2 separate regions of the Rattus norvegicus genome follow, and region 2 is linked to region 1. The links are chromatin contacts, called in public Hi-C maps. All regions are on one chromosome and are shown on one strand. The core of a region is the stretch at or near the end of the contact, and the rest is flanking DNA. Distances in the headings are between cores, read along the strand shown.

Region 1 (6,562 bases), core at 2,568-5,067:
TTAAACTGTCTTTGGAGTTTAGCTTACAGTAGCACCTCAGTTTGGTCAGTCGTGTGCTCATGACTCAGATATGACAAGTGGTTCAGATACTGGATAGTCACTGGGTGTGGTGGCACACTCCTTTGATCCCAGCTCTGGGAAGGCAGAGGCTCTGTAAGAGAGTTTGAGGGCAGCCTGCTCTATGTAGACAGTTCCAGGACAGCCAAGGGTACATGGTGGTATCCTGTCTCAAAAACAAAACAAAACACTATAACGAAACAAAAAAACAAAAAACTAAAAAAACCCAAAATATTGCACTTGTGGGGCTCGAAAAAAGGCTCCCAGCAGGTAAAGGCAGCCGGCACGCAAACCTGAGGCCCCGAGTTCAATACCTGGAGCTGATGTTGTTGTAGAAATTTTTAATTTCTTTTTTGAAAAAAAATTATAAAGATATATTTAAGTATATGAGTACACTGTAGCTGTCTTCAGACACAAGAAGAGGACATTGGATTCTGTTACAGATGGTTGTGAGCCACCATGTGGTTGCTGAGAATTGAACTCAGGACCTCTGGAAGAGCAGTCAGTGCTCTTAACCACTGAGCCATCTTTCCAGTCCCCAAAATTTTTAATTTCAATCCCAGGTTTCTACCCCGTCTTTGACCATTTACTCTCCAGACAAAAGACACACAACTTGGGGTTGGGGATTTAGCTCAGTGGTAGAGTGCTTGCCTAGCAAGCGCAAGGCCCTGGGTTCGGTCCCCAGCTCCGGAAAAAAAAAAAAAAAAAAAGACACACAACTTTTATTGTTTACAATAAACATTAAACAGCACAAGAGCTGGGCAGATATTTACCCTCTATCCTATTAAAATCTACTTTCCTAGTGATAACCCAGAGTTAATATTATGTCTCATCTGGGCTGCTCTTAATTCCAATTGGCCAGCCTTCCAGGCCACGTCTTCATGACTCACCTAACCCATGGTGGCTTCTCCTTTCCCCTCACCTTCTTCTCCAGCTCCTGGTTCTCACTCAACACCTACCCCACCCCTATCCCCTAGCCTGGAAACCTTAAAACCCCCCAGCTCTTCTGCACAGCTATTGGCTGTGAGCATCTTTATTCACCAATCAGAAATAACTTGGGTCCAGGGCACATAGTGTCACTTGGGTCTAGGTGCAGAGTCTCTTGTCTCTGGGGTAACCAGGCGTTGGCGGCCGGCACTTAGCATTATGATACACATGAAAGACAAGTCCTCTACACTATGTAAAAGGTAGAGGGAGAGAGCTGACTACATGAAGCGGTCCTCTAACCTTCGCACACATGCTGTGACATGTACACACACACAGGCGCAGGCATTGCATATGCAAGATATCAATGAAATTAAAAAAGGATATTGAACAATCCGTAGAGCCTGTTTGGGTCCCACAAGTCCAGGCACTCAAAGACCATTTGAAAAATTGAGGGAGGTACAGGAGAGATGGATCAGTGATAAAGAACACTGGCTGTTCTTCCAGAGTATCTGAGTTCGAATCCCTGCACTACCATGGCAGCTCACAAACATGTCACTCCAGCTCCAGGGACTCCAATGCCTGTGGCCTCCAAATTTACCTATACTCGTGTTTGTGTGTGTGTGTGTGTGTGTGTGTGTGTGTGTGTGTGTACCTACATGCAGACACACACAAATTCACAGTTAAAATTAACAAATAAAATATTTTTATTGCTTTCGTTATCGTTAGGCTGTGCATATGGTGCACACCTTTGATCCCAGCACTCAGGAGGCGGGGTCAGGAGGATCTCTATGATTTCTAGACCAACCTGGTCGAAATAGCAAGTCCAGGTTAGCTGAGGTGACATTGTTAGGGGGCTAGAGAGCTTGTTAAGCAATTAAGAGCACTCTGGTTGTTCTTCCAGAGAACCCGGGCTGATCCATTCTCAGCATCCAGCCCTGTATCCACATGGTGGCTCACACCTGTTTGTAAAACTCCAGTTCCTGAGGTTGGGGATTTAGTTCAGTGGTAGACCACTTGCCTAGCAAGCACAAGGCCCTGGGTTCGGTCCTCAGCTCCGGAAAAAAAAACAAAAAGCAAAAAACTCCAGTTCCAGAGAATTTAGTGTCCTCTCCTGGCTTCTGTGAGCACTGCAAAAACATGGTGCACAGACAAAAATTCACACACATAAAGTACTTTGGTATTAAACAAAAAAGAGTTAGTGGGCTGGTGAGATGGTTCAGTGGGCAGAGGGATTTGACATCAAGTCTGATGACCTGCCCGCCATCCCTGGGACCCACACAGCAGAAGAAAAGTGGTTCCTGCAACTTGTCCTCTGACCTCCGCACATCCTCTATGGTGTGCGTGTTCCCCCATCTCACAAATAAATGTAATACAAAGAAGTTTGTTGGGGACTGGAGAGATGGCTCAGTAATGAGGAGTGGGTGCCAATCTTCGAGAGGACCCAAGCTTAGTTCGGCTCACAAAAGCCTATAAGTCCAGTGCACTCAACTGGCACACATGCTCATAAATAAAAAATCTCTCATGGTGGTGGTGCACACCTTTGATCCCAGCATTCAGGAGGCACAGGCAGGTGGATCTATGAGTTGGAGGCCAGCCTGGCCTGCAGAGTGAGTTTCAGGATAGCCAGGACTACCCAGAGAAACCATATCTGGAAAAAACAGACAAACAAATGTTATTGGAAGGCTGGGGATGTAGCTCATTGGTATAGCATTTGCCTGAGCTCAGTCCCCAGTGCACACAGTGGAAGAAGAAACCTGACCCTTCAGAACAGTGTCCTGGGCATGTTATGCATTCTTCTGTATGCAGTGCAGCACAATAGATTAATTAATTTTAAAACCTTAGGTTTGTATATCATATGTGTGCCTGTTGCCCAAGGAGGCCAGAGCGTGTGAAATCTTTCCCAATGGAAAGTGTGGGCAAATGTAAGTTACAATGAGGGGTCTGGGGACCAAACCTGGCTCCTCTTGCAAACCTGGCTCCTCTTGCAAAAGCTGGGGACCGAACCCAGGACCTTGCGCTTCCTAGGCAAGCGCTCTACCACTGAGCTAAATCCCCAACCCCTAGCAACAAGTAATCTTAATTGCATAGCCATTTCTCCAACCTTTTGCCCTCTCCAAAAATTATTATTTAAAAAAAAATGGCTCCATACTGTGTGACCTTAGAATGTCCCTTAGCCTTAACTGTGTCACCTACTAAATGGGCCAGAAACCTCTCAGAGTAATTGAGAGGGTAATGTCAAGTGCTTGGCGCAGCGTATGCCCTCAATAAAGGTTAACTCTCTTCAACTCTGCATGAAAGTAATCTTGGTCCCAAAGAACTGTTTGATGAAAGACTGGGAGAAGAGGCTCTTTGTCTTCCAGCACAGTTGAAACAAGAGTAGACTGGAGAGTGAATGAATTTTGTTTTGAGGAGCTGGGCTGCGATAAAGATGGCTGCGGGTGCCCAGAAGGCTAAGACAGAAGTTGCCGCCTTGGAATTTGGAACAGAAAGAGAGCAAGCAGCACAAGGCCGATGATTCACCGCTGAAATGAGGCTCTTAGGGTTTTTTAAAAAAGAAAAAAAAAGAAAAAAAAGATCCAGAGGCTGAAATCTCTAGCCGATCTGTTACTTCACTGAGTAACAGAAGGCTGAAATCTCCAGCCGATCGCTTCACTGAGTAAGGGAGGTGATGTTCACACCGCAGCAAGCAGCGTGGCTGAGGAGATTTGCTGAGTGCTTGGAGAAAGAAGTTGGTTGGGACAAAGGGCCTGAAGGGGGTGCAGCCAAAATGCCCCAGTGGGTTCCCTCCTTCCATCTCCGCACGTCTGTGCCAAGGGGCAGGCTGAGAATTGCATTTTGAGGTCACAGCGCCCTCTGCTGGACTGAGGTCCTAGTGGGCCCCAGCACGAGTGACCGTGCGGGATGATTTGGGAAGTGGGTGAACTGAAGTACATTCAGGTCCATTTGTGGTCCTTCCCACTCCTCATTCTCTGGGAGACCACGCACGTGGAATCTTTTAATAAAAGTGCGTTAAATAACAGCGGGGCGTGGCGGTGTACACTGGTACAACCCCGTATTTGAGAGGCAGAGGCAGGAGGCTACATTGGGAATGAGATCGAGAAAGAGAGGGGGGAGGGGGAGGGGAAGAGTGGGAGGGAGGGAGGGAGGGAGGGAGGGAGGGAGGGAGGGAGGGAAGTTAGGAGGGAGGGAGAGAAAGATACACACACAGAATGAGCAACCTGGGGACAACCTGGGGCTAAGCCACCCGGGGCTGGAGAGATTGCTCAGGGGTTAAGAGTCTGTTCTTCCAGATGAACCTGGGTTCAATTCCTAGCACTCACAGGGCAGCTCACAACTGTCTGTAACATCCTCACACAGAAATACATGCAAGCAAAACACCAATGTGTATAAAATAAAAGTAAATATATGATTTTAAAAATGAGAAACGCGTGAAATATGTTCAGCAGATGGTTAATTTTTTAATTACTCACAGTCGGTGTTTGTAACGTGTGCTGTATGACATGCACTTTCCCTCATCGCCCCTCGGAGTTCTAGGGCAGTAGATCAAACACAATTAGCAATGGAACTGAAACCTGACATACAATACGGCCAGATACTCTCTGCTGTTTTACAACCCAGGAGACTGAGGTACATATCCAGGTCACCTGCCCAAAGTCACAGGACTAGAAGAGTCAGAATAATCTGAGCTTCAGAAGCCTAAAGGCCTGAGTTTGCTCCCCGGATCTCAAGACAAAGAGAGAGAAAAGACTCCTGAGCCCAACCTCCACATGTGTGCTATGTTGTGTGGGTGCCACATGTGTGCTGTGGTGTGTGGGTGCCAGCATGCAAACCCGTGCATCATACATGCATGTGGCACGGCGATAAGTAAAACTTCTAAAGGTTTTAAAAATAAATTCAGGGGCTGGGGATTTAGCTCAGTGGTAGAGCGCTTGCCTAGGAAGCGCAAGGCCCTGGGTTTGGTCCCCAGCTCCAAAAAAAAGAACCAAAAAAATAATAATAATAATAATAATAATTCAAAGGCCCTGAGAGATGCCTCGGTGAGTAAAGGGGCCCCGATGCTAAACGTAAGGACCTGAGTTTGACCCTCACATGCACGTTGGAAGGAACTCTCAAGACAGCTGTGAAGACTACCTCCTGCAGGTTGTCCTCTGACCTCCACATGTGTGCCTTATCTACACACACATTGTGTGTGTATGTATAAATACATACATACACATGTATACCCATGCATACATGCACACACATACACATATATATTTGTTGGAGATTGGTTCTAATGCTTTGACTCAATCAGAAAACTGCGTGTCCAGATGCTGAAATTCTTTTTTTTTAAAAGATTTTATTTATTCATTTTATATATGACGAATACACTGTCACTGTCTTCAGACACACCAGAAGAGGGCATCGGATCTCTTTACAGATGGTTGTGAGCCACCATGTGGTTGCTGGGATTTGAACTCATGACCTCTGGAAGAGCAGTCAGTGCTCTTAACCACTGAGCCATCTCTCCAGCCCCAGATGCTGAAATTCTTTGTCCTCGATTGGTTTCTGATCGACCAATAAAGACACCAGCTTCCTGTCCGGCCGCCATCGGAAAGCTGCAGCCATGGCCCTGCGCTACCCCATGGCCGTGGGCCTCAACAAAGGCCACCAAGTGACGAAAAAACATCAGCAAGCCGAGACACAGCCGCCGCCGCAGGCGCCTCACTAAGCACACCAAGTTCGTGCAAGATATGATCCGGGAGGTGTGCGGCTTCGCGCCCTACGAGCGGCGCGCCATGGAGCTGCTCAAGGTGTCCAAGGACAAGCGAGCACTCAAGTTTATCAAGAAGAGGGTGGGCGCGTACATCCGCGCCAAGAGAAAGAGGGAGGAGCTGAGCAACGTGCTGGCAGCCATGCGGAAGGCGGCGGCCAAGAAGGATTGGTGACCCCTCCCCCAATAAAAGATGGTTCTTAAAAAAATAAAATAAAAAATAAAGACACCAAAGGCAAATGGCTGGGCAAGGGGCGGACACTTAGAGTTCCTAGGGTGAGGGTAGGATGAAGAGTGGAGTGGGGAGAATCACCATGACTCTGGGAAGAGGGAAGGGATGCAGAAGCTGCAGGAGCTAAAGCCAACTAGACACGTGAGATCTCGGGTAAGGGGCCACTGGCCACTTCCCTGACTGGGCCCGGGGACCTGCAGGGAAAGGCTTAGGGGTACCCAGTCTTCAAGAGAGTCAATGCATTTTCAGGAAAAACCAATTCCCGTGTGTTTTTCATTCAAGGATCCAAAAGTAGTTCCTGGGCGGGGCTTGTGATCCACCAGGAGTCAAAGAGGCGTAGCCGAAACTCACAGCTACATGTATTCAATACCACTCACTCTTACCTGAGGTAAAGTGGTTGTTCATGAATCTAAACTTTTTACTTCTGGTTCTGATTTTCAAACCACTGGGTTTGGTTTTTTTTTAAGTTTTTTTTTTTTTTTTTTATTACATTGGTGTGTGTGTGTGTGTGTGTGTGTGTGTGTGTGTGTGTGTGTGTATGTGTGTGTGTTGGTGTGTGCTTGTATCCATGGAAGGTCAAAGGACAATTTGTA
Region 2 (5,967 bases), core at 2,437-4,936, 210 kb before region 1:
CACAGGGGGAGACGTGTGCAAGGCCAAAGCCGAATGAGGTGGAATGGGGAACTGGGCAGGAAGTCCCTCCTCCAGGCCCCTCTACCCAAGTGGTCTGAAAGGCGGAGGCCATAGTCCCAGCCCCCAACCCCTGCGCAGCCAGGAGTTGAAGGGTTTGGACCTGGAAGACATTTGCATGGTGCCTCCCTCAGTGGCAGGGTGGAGGCAGCCTCGTGGTTCAGGGCCGAGACGGTGGGCGCCAGGCTCGGAGGGAGCAGGGTGGCACTTAGGCCCCTCCGGACCTGGAATGGAGAAGAGGGCATCAGGAGAGGACATGAGACTGGGCTCTGAGGGTGAGCCCTCCAGCTGCCCCCGCTCCTCCCCAGAGGTCCTGGAGGCATCAAGTCACAGGCTGGCCAGGTGGGGGTTCTGGCAGAGGTCAGACAGCGGTGGCATGGTAGACAAAACAGATGGGCAAGACGCAGGGGGAGGCCCCCTCCTAGGGGGAGGGGTTGCGGGGCACAGTTCCAGCGCCCACCCGGCCATGGGACCCGGCGGCGGAAAGGACAGATGAAGGTGAACCAGGGCCCAACAGGCGGGTGGGCAGGAGGAAGGGCCTGAGCAGACAGCGGATTCGCTTTCCCAGGCTGCCTGCAGGGCTGCGGGAACGGATCGGTCCCAGCTCCCGGTCAACAGAATGCAAAGGGACGGATGAAATGGAGACAAGGACAGCGGGAGGGATGACGTGGCCGGCATCACACTGCCCCCTGCTGGGTCGGGTCATACCTTCCGCGACGGATGTTTCTTCAGGAGCCAAGGAGAGGACAGGCAAGAGAGATAGGAAAAGGAATTGTGTGAACCTCCTGTTCTCCAAAATAATGGCCTTCCATCCCAGGGAGACCTGCCCCATAGACAGACCGTAGAGATCTATCCCAGCTTGGTAAAGGGTTCAAATCCTAGTTCCGATACTAAGTCACCTTGTGACCTTGGGCCTCAGGGCTCTTCAAGTGCCCAGTGTGGGGCCTAGACCAGACCCTAATTGCAATGTCCTAGAGTTTTTGGGCTGAATGTGGATAGGAGCTGGGGGACATCTCAGACAAGCCCTAGCCACCTCTCCCCCTGGCAATGCTGGGATGCACTGAGAAGTAAATCTTCAGGAGGTTGAGTCAAGGCTGTTCCCGAAAAGTCTGGCGTTTGGATATGAGCAGGTAGTTCCTTAAAATGTTCAAACAAGACCGTGTGGTCTGGCTTGAATGACCAATGTGTGAGTTCAGGGTGGGCTAACCTGTCAGGGAGGCCATTAGGCTCCAACAGTCTGGGGTGCTGAACCCCTAAGCACCTGGAGGGGATCTAGGGAGCATGTGTCTCTTACTTAAATCCCCAGCCCGTGCCGCCCAGGACGATGGCTGCGACCAGGACAGCCCCGGCGATGGAGCCAATGATGATGTTGGTACCGCTGGGACCTGGGGAGGAGGGCAGGGCTTGGTTGGCAGGGACAAGCATGGAAAACGGGCAATGCAGACGGTGCTGGCCAGTTGCAGCCTCACCTTTGTATCTCTCAGTCTCCCCGGTGGGAGGGGATGTGGGCAGTGGGTTGTGAATACTGCAGTCTTTGCCTGTCCAGTCTGGCTGACAGATACACTTCCCTTCGTTGCTGCAAACCTACAGGTAGGTGAGGCCAGCATGGTTAAGCGAGGCCACTTCCCTATGCAAGCCTCCTCCAGGATGCTCCCCCTGGCCTCCAGACACCCACCCCATGATGGGAGCAGATCCGTCGCTCTCCGCTTCCGGGGCAGGTGCTGAAGTTGAAGGCGGAGGCCGGCAGGCAGCGATGATCCAGGCACAGCATGTTGGGCCCACAGGCTGTGCCGTCCTCCACATAGCTCAGGTCTGAGCCATCAGCTAGCTGCACGTGGCCTCCCCTGGAGAGGTGATATCGCCAGCCTCAATCCCTGTCCTCTAGTCCCCATCACAGTTGTCACTTCATCCCCCGCCCCCCAGCCATGGTCCCCAGACAACACCTGCAGTCCAACTCCTTGCCCTGGTGGTAGAAGGTGACACTGCTGATGTCGCCCCCTAGGTCCCCTAGCCGAGGAGCTCCAGAGATGTTGACACATAGAAGGAAGCCACAGAGCACATCCCTGTTGGGACACATGGGACCACTGAACCCAAATTTCACTGCAGACCCAAGTACCGAGCCTGTTCCTCCCGACTCTGGCCTCACAGACTCTTCCTAGAGCTGCCTTTACCTCTGGAAATTCCCCGACCGTGGAGCTGGGGTGCTACTCACTGCTTGTTGCACTGGACCCAACCAGATCCCTTGCGCCCACAATTTCCACGCTCTGTCCCCTCTACATTCAGCTTCTCGTAGCAGAAACGATCCGCAGCCACTAGACAGACAGAGAGAGAGAGAGAGAGAGAGAGAGAGAGAGAGAGAGAGAGAGAGAGATGGATGAAGCATCACCCCCACAGACCCCAGAATCCTTCTAGGATCTCAGACCTGCACCTCCAAAACTCAGACCTAATCATCCTTGGGCTTGATGCCAAGGTCCTCAGACGCCACACTGGTTGCATGCTCAACCAGAAGTTACCCCAGCCTAACTCTGAGTCTGTTCCCTATACCCAGCTGGACTCACCATGGCCCCATAGGGCTTGGCACTGCCGGTCCCGGGTTTTACAGCGGCCTCCATAGCATCGACCCTGTGACCCATAGAAGACGAAGCATGAAGACACTGAGGGATCCTGGTGGAGATAGGACTGCACTGATTTCGGACGGGAGGACCGCACCCTCATCCCTCATACCTGCTCGTGATCACAGTAGTAACCATCCAGCTTGTGAAGGTTAGGGGGACACTGTAGAGAGAGGGGCTGGCTGAGCAGGGCGGCCCAGAGCTGAGCTGAGGTACCGGGGAAGAATGCAGGGTACCAAAGAGGCCTCGTGTTACAGGGCTCAACCGCATGAAGGACAGGGGCCTGTTTGACTGGTAAGTCTCATAGGCTTTTCCGGGCTTCGGCAGTTTCTGGCATACAATACCCTGGAAGCCTAAGAGCCTAAGATCTAGTTAACCGATACTACGATCCACCTGATCCCTAGAATACACTAGACACTGGTGCCAGGCGGTGGGAGTACCAGCCTCACTACAAATGCTTATTTAATGATTGAAGGAATGGAGCTAGGAGACTCGAAGGACCCCTTTCTCAGAGGGAAGAGCAAACAAACAAACAAAACTGGGGCTGGCTAGCGGCGGCAGGCGCTGTGACCTGCTGCAAAGCAGAGAGGAAACAGAGTAGCCAACTCTTCAGAGCCAAACGTATGAGGGAGGAGGCTGTCTTGCTTTGAGCGTCCACAGGACAGCTGGTTTGGCAGACCTGACTTGAGTCGCCAGTGCAGGTCTCCGCGATGTCACACTCGTTCACCGCTTCTCGGCAGGAGACACCTCGTGGCTCATACTAGGAAAAACATGCACGTATTTCTGAGAGGATAAACATCTCGCCACTGCCCTTCCAGGGTTACTGTCCTGGAACGTGGGTCCCTAGGCCTGTTTCTCATTTTCCGCCCCTCTCCACTCTCAACAGTGAGGGTGACTCCCCCCTATCCCATCCCACCCCACCCCACCTCCGGCCCCGCAGCTCTTAACTCCTCCCTCATTGGCGCTTTCTTCCGGACAAGGCCCGCCCACACATACTCAGCTCCTCCTCATTCCCGCCTCTTGTTCAGGGCGTCCAATCGTTTCTTTGCTTCTTTCCCTCTCCACCCCGCCCTGTCCCCAGTCGCCTGCTGGCTTGGTCCTCACCTTGCAGCGGCGACAGCAGAGCCCGTCGCTGCACATGGCGTCGTGCGTCAGGGTGCATTTCTTGCAGCAGTTGCCCCCGGCTCGGCTGCATTCCTGAGGGTGGCAGGGAAAAGTGGAGAGCCGGGCTAGCCTCTTCCCACTCTGTACTCTCCCTTCCTGGAGGCCACGCGCGAGTCCTGGGCACCGGACCGCTCACCTGCACCGACCCGCAGTCGCACTCCTCCCCGGCCTCCACGAAGCCGTTCCCGCACTCGGGAGGGTCCAGGAGCTGGAGGGAGAGGGGGATGTCAGGAGCCTGGCTGGGACCCTGCCCACTCCTGCTTCCCCGTTCTCCACGCTGGTACCTTGAGGGGCTTGTTGAACAGGCAACTCCCGCCTCCCTCCTGCAGAAACTGGTTGTATTCGTCGATGCTGCAGCGCGAGAACTTGCGGGGCAAATAGAACCTGGACGGGCGTGAGGGGCACTGTGTTGCTGGGGACAGCCCTCCCACGGGAGACTTGGTTACTACTACAATGAGACTGCCCTGTGATTGCACGACAGTCAATCCCAGACTCCCATCCAGGAATGGGTGGAGGACGTTGCTTGCGTTCGCTCCACTAAAACTCGGGACAAAGAGCCCAGTGTTGCAAAGCCTGGGAGGGACGGCGCCTCGCACGAGGCTCAAGTGCCTCCCAGTGGCCAGAGAGCGCGCTGCAGTCTGGCAGTTTTTGGTATCCCAGCGTCCCTGAACTATTTACAGATAACCTTTATTCTTGGTTATCCTGAGTGGTCCCTGACGGCCTCTTCTTACCCCAAACCCTTCCCAAAGTCTGTCTCCAAGAACTCACCCTGTGTCCTCCATGATGCAGCCCAGCCAGATGTCTGGACACTTGCAGTCCCCTAAGAGATTAAAGAACGCCGTGAGACGGGATGGAGGAACACCGCCACCGGTCCCTTCATTTCTTGAGGTGCTGTGTGGGTCTGGGAGGGCTGTGGGTTTCAGGGTTAGTACCTGCTGAGCTCCGGTGTTTGTTCCACATCATGCCCAAGTTCTGCCCTAGCGTCTGGGCCAGGGTCACTGCCATGGCTCCCATGTTGCCATACTAGGGATGGGGAAGATGGGGCGCAGGCTGTCTACATGCTCCCAACAGCCACCGTGTCTTAGCAAGCCTTTGTCTCTGCTGGGACCCTGTGCACTCACCTCGTTTACACCTCCACCCCTGGACAGTGAACAGATACCGCCTACGTAGGCCGCCCCGCTGCTGGTGCTCTGGAAGGTCCGACCCCTAGAAGGGAGAGAGCGGTCAGGATGACGTCACAGGAACCTTCACTCAGCCTGGTGGCCTCAGGCGTCCCCGACCCCTATCTGGGTTCATTCACCCTTAAGCCATAATGAGGTTTTCGGGGCTTTTAATTGGGTTTGCCCATCACTAGAGTACTTCACCACTGAGGAAGGGGTGATGGGAAGTCAAAGAGCACGTCCCCTGCACAGCCCAACGCGCAGAGGATGCCCAGCCGGTGCACGTGGCTGGAAGCAGGTGTCAGGTGCAAGGTGAGCGCCACCTGCAGGCCCCGAAAAGAGGGCCTGGCACAGGCGGTAAGAACTAGCAGCCAGCAAAAGCCGGCAGGGTACACGGTGCGGGAACTCACGAGAAGAGGTGGGTGGCATCACTGGGCTCAGGCAGACCTTCCCGCCGGTAGACCATAAGCCGGGCCAGGGTCTCCAGTAGGTCATCCTGCACCTGGATCTTGTCCCCATCTGCCCACGTCTCCATGGCAACCAGCACAATTCTTGTGTTGAGCTGTTCCTTGTATATCTGGGCCCAGAGAGAAGATGGGGGAGGGGGTTGGAGGGAGGCTGCAATCTATGTTTTCAAGGAGTGGGAGGTCAGCGACTGACAATGACCTATGGATGCCTGGATGTATGGTGGGGGTGAGAAGGAAGGGGAGAGGGGAGTAGGGGTGCTGCTCACCACGTCTGCCAGGTTCACAACAGATTTTGCAAAGTTGCTGGTGAGGACCACAGACTGCCGCATCTGCTCAAACTGTGAGAGAGGTGGGGTAAGAAGGCAAAGCTCCCTGGGACCCCCTCCTCCCAGGGTCCCCCTTACCCCGGGGACTTACCAGCTGGTGGTCGTTGATCACAATCAACTCCACATACTTGGTCTCGCTGTGCACCGTGGGGTGGCCCCTGCGGACCTGGAGGGTGGGTGG

Evidence for each region. A called contact is a pair of places that touch in the nucleus more often than the background predicts.
Region 2: a contact with region 1 is called in a Hi-C map of Schwann cells, with 6 times the contacts expected there. The contact joins two enhancer-like sites. A contact is called at or near these places in 2 of 12 Hi-C or Micro-C datasets (Schwann cells and kidney).

What each region holds. Positions count from the first base shown.
Region 1 is chr10:88,027,291-88,033,852 of GRCr8, reverse strand. It overlaps the pseudogene LOC108352139. Among named protein-coding and RNA genes, the nearest start is that of Gpatch8, 18 kb to the right of the region's middle. Within about 2 kb of position 3,817, at least 12 of the 93 cell types and tissues checked have an H3K27ac peak or open chromatin away from gene starts, as enhancers often do. A contact at or near this core is called in Schwann cells, where this site is marked.
Region 2 is chr10:88,235,095-88,241,061 of GRCr8, reverse strand. Adam11 (ADAM metallopeptidase domain 11) reads right to left here. Exons shown (of 25, transcript NM_001108300.1): 8 at 5,878-5,952; 9 at 5,727-5,798; 10 at 5,404-5,570; 11 at 4,955-5,039; 12 at 4,766-4,856; 13 at 4,602-4,653; 14 at 4,118-4,217; 15 at 3,970-4,041; 16 at 3,774-3,866; 17 at 3,349-3,429; 18 at 2,782-2,832; 19 at 2,616-2,679; 20 at 2,270-2,369; 21 at 2,001-2,120; 4 more. The coding sequence ends at 735. Among named protein-coding and RNA genes, the nearest start is that of Adam11, 13 kb to the right of the region's middle. Within about 2 kb of position 3,686, at least 35 of the 93 cell types and tissues checked have an H3K27ac peak or open chromatin away from gene starts, as enhancers often do. A contact at or near this core is called in Schwann cells, where this site is marked.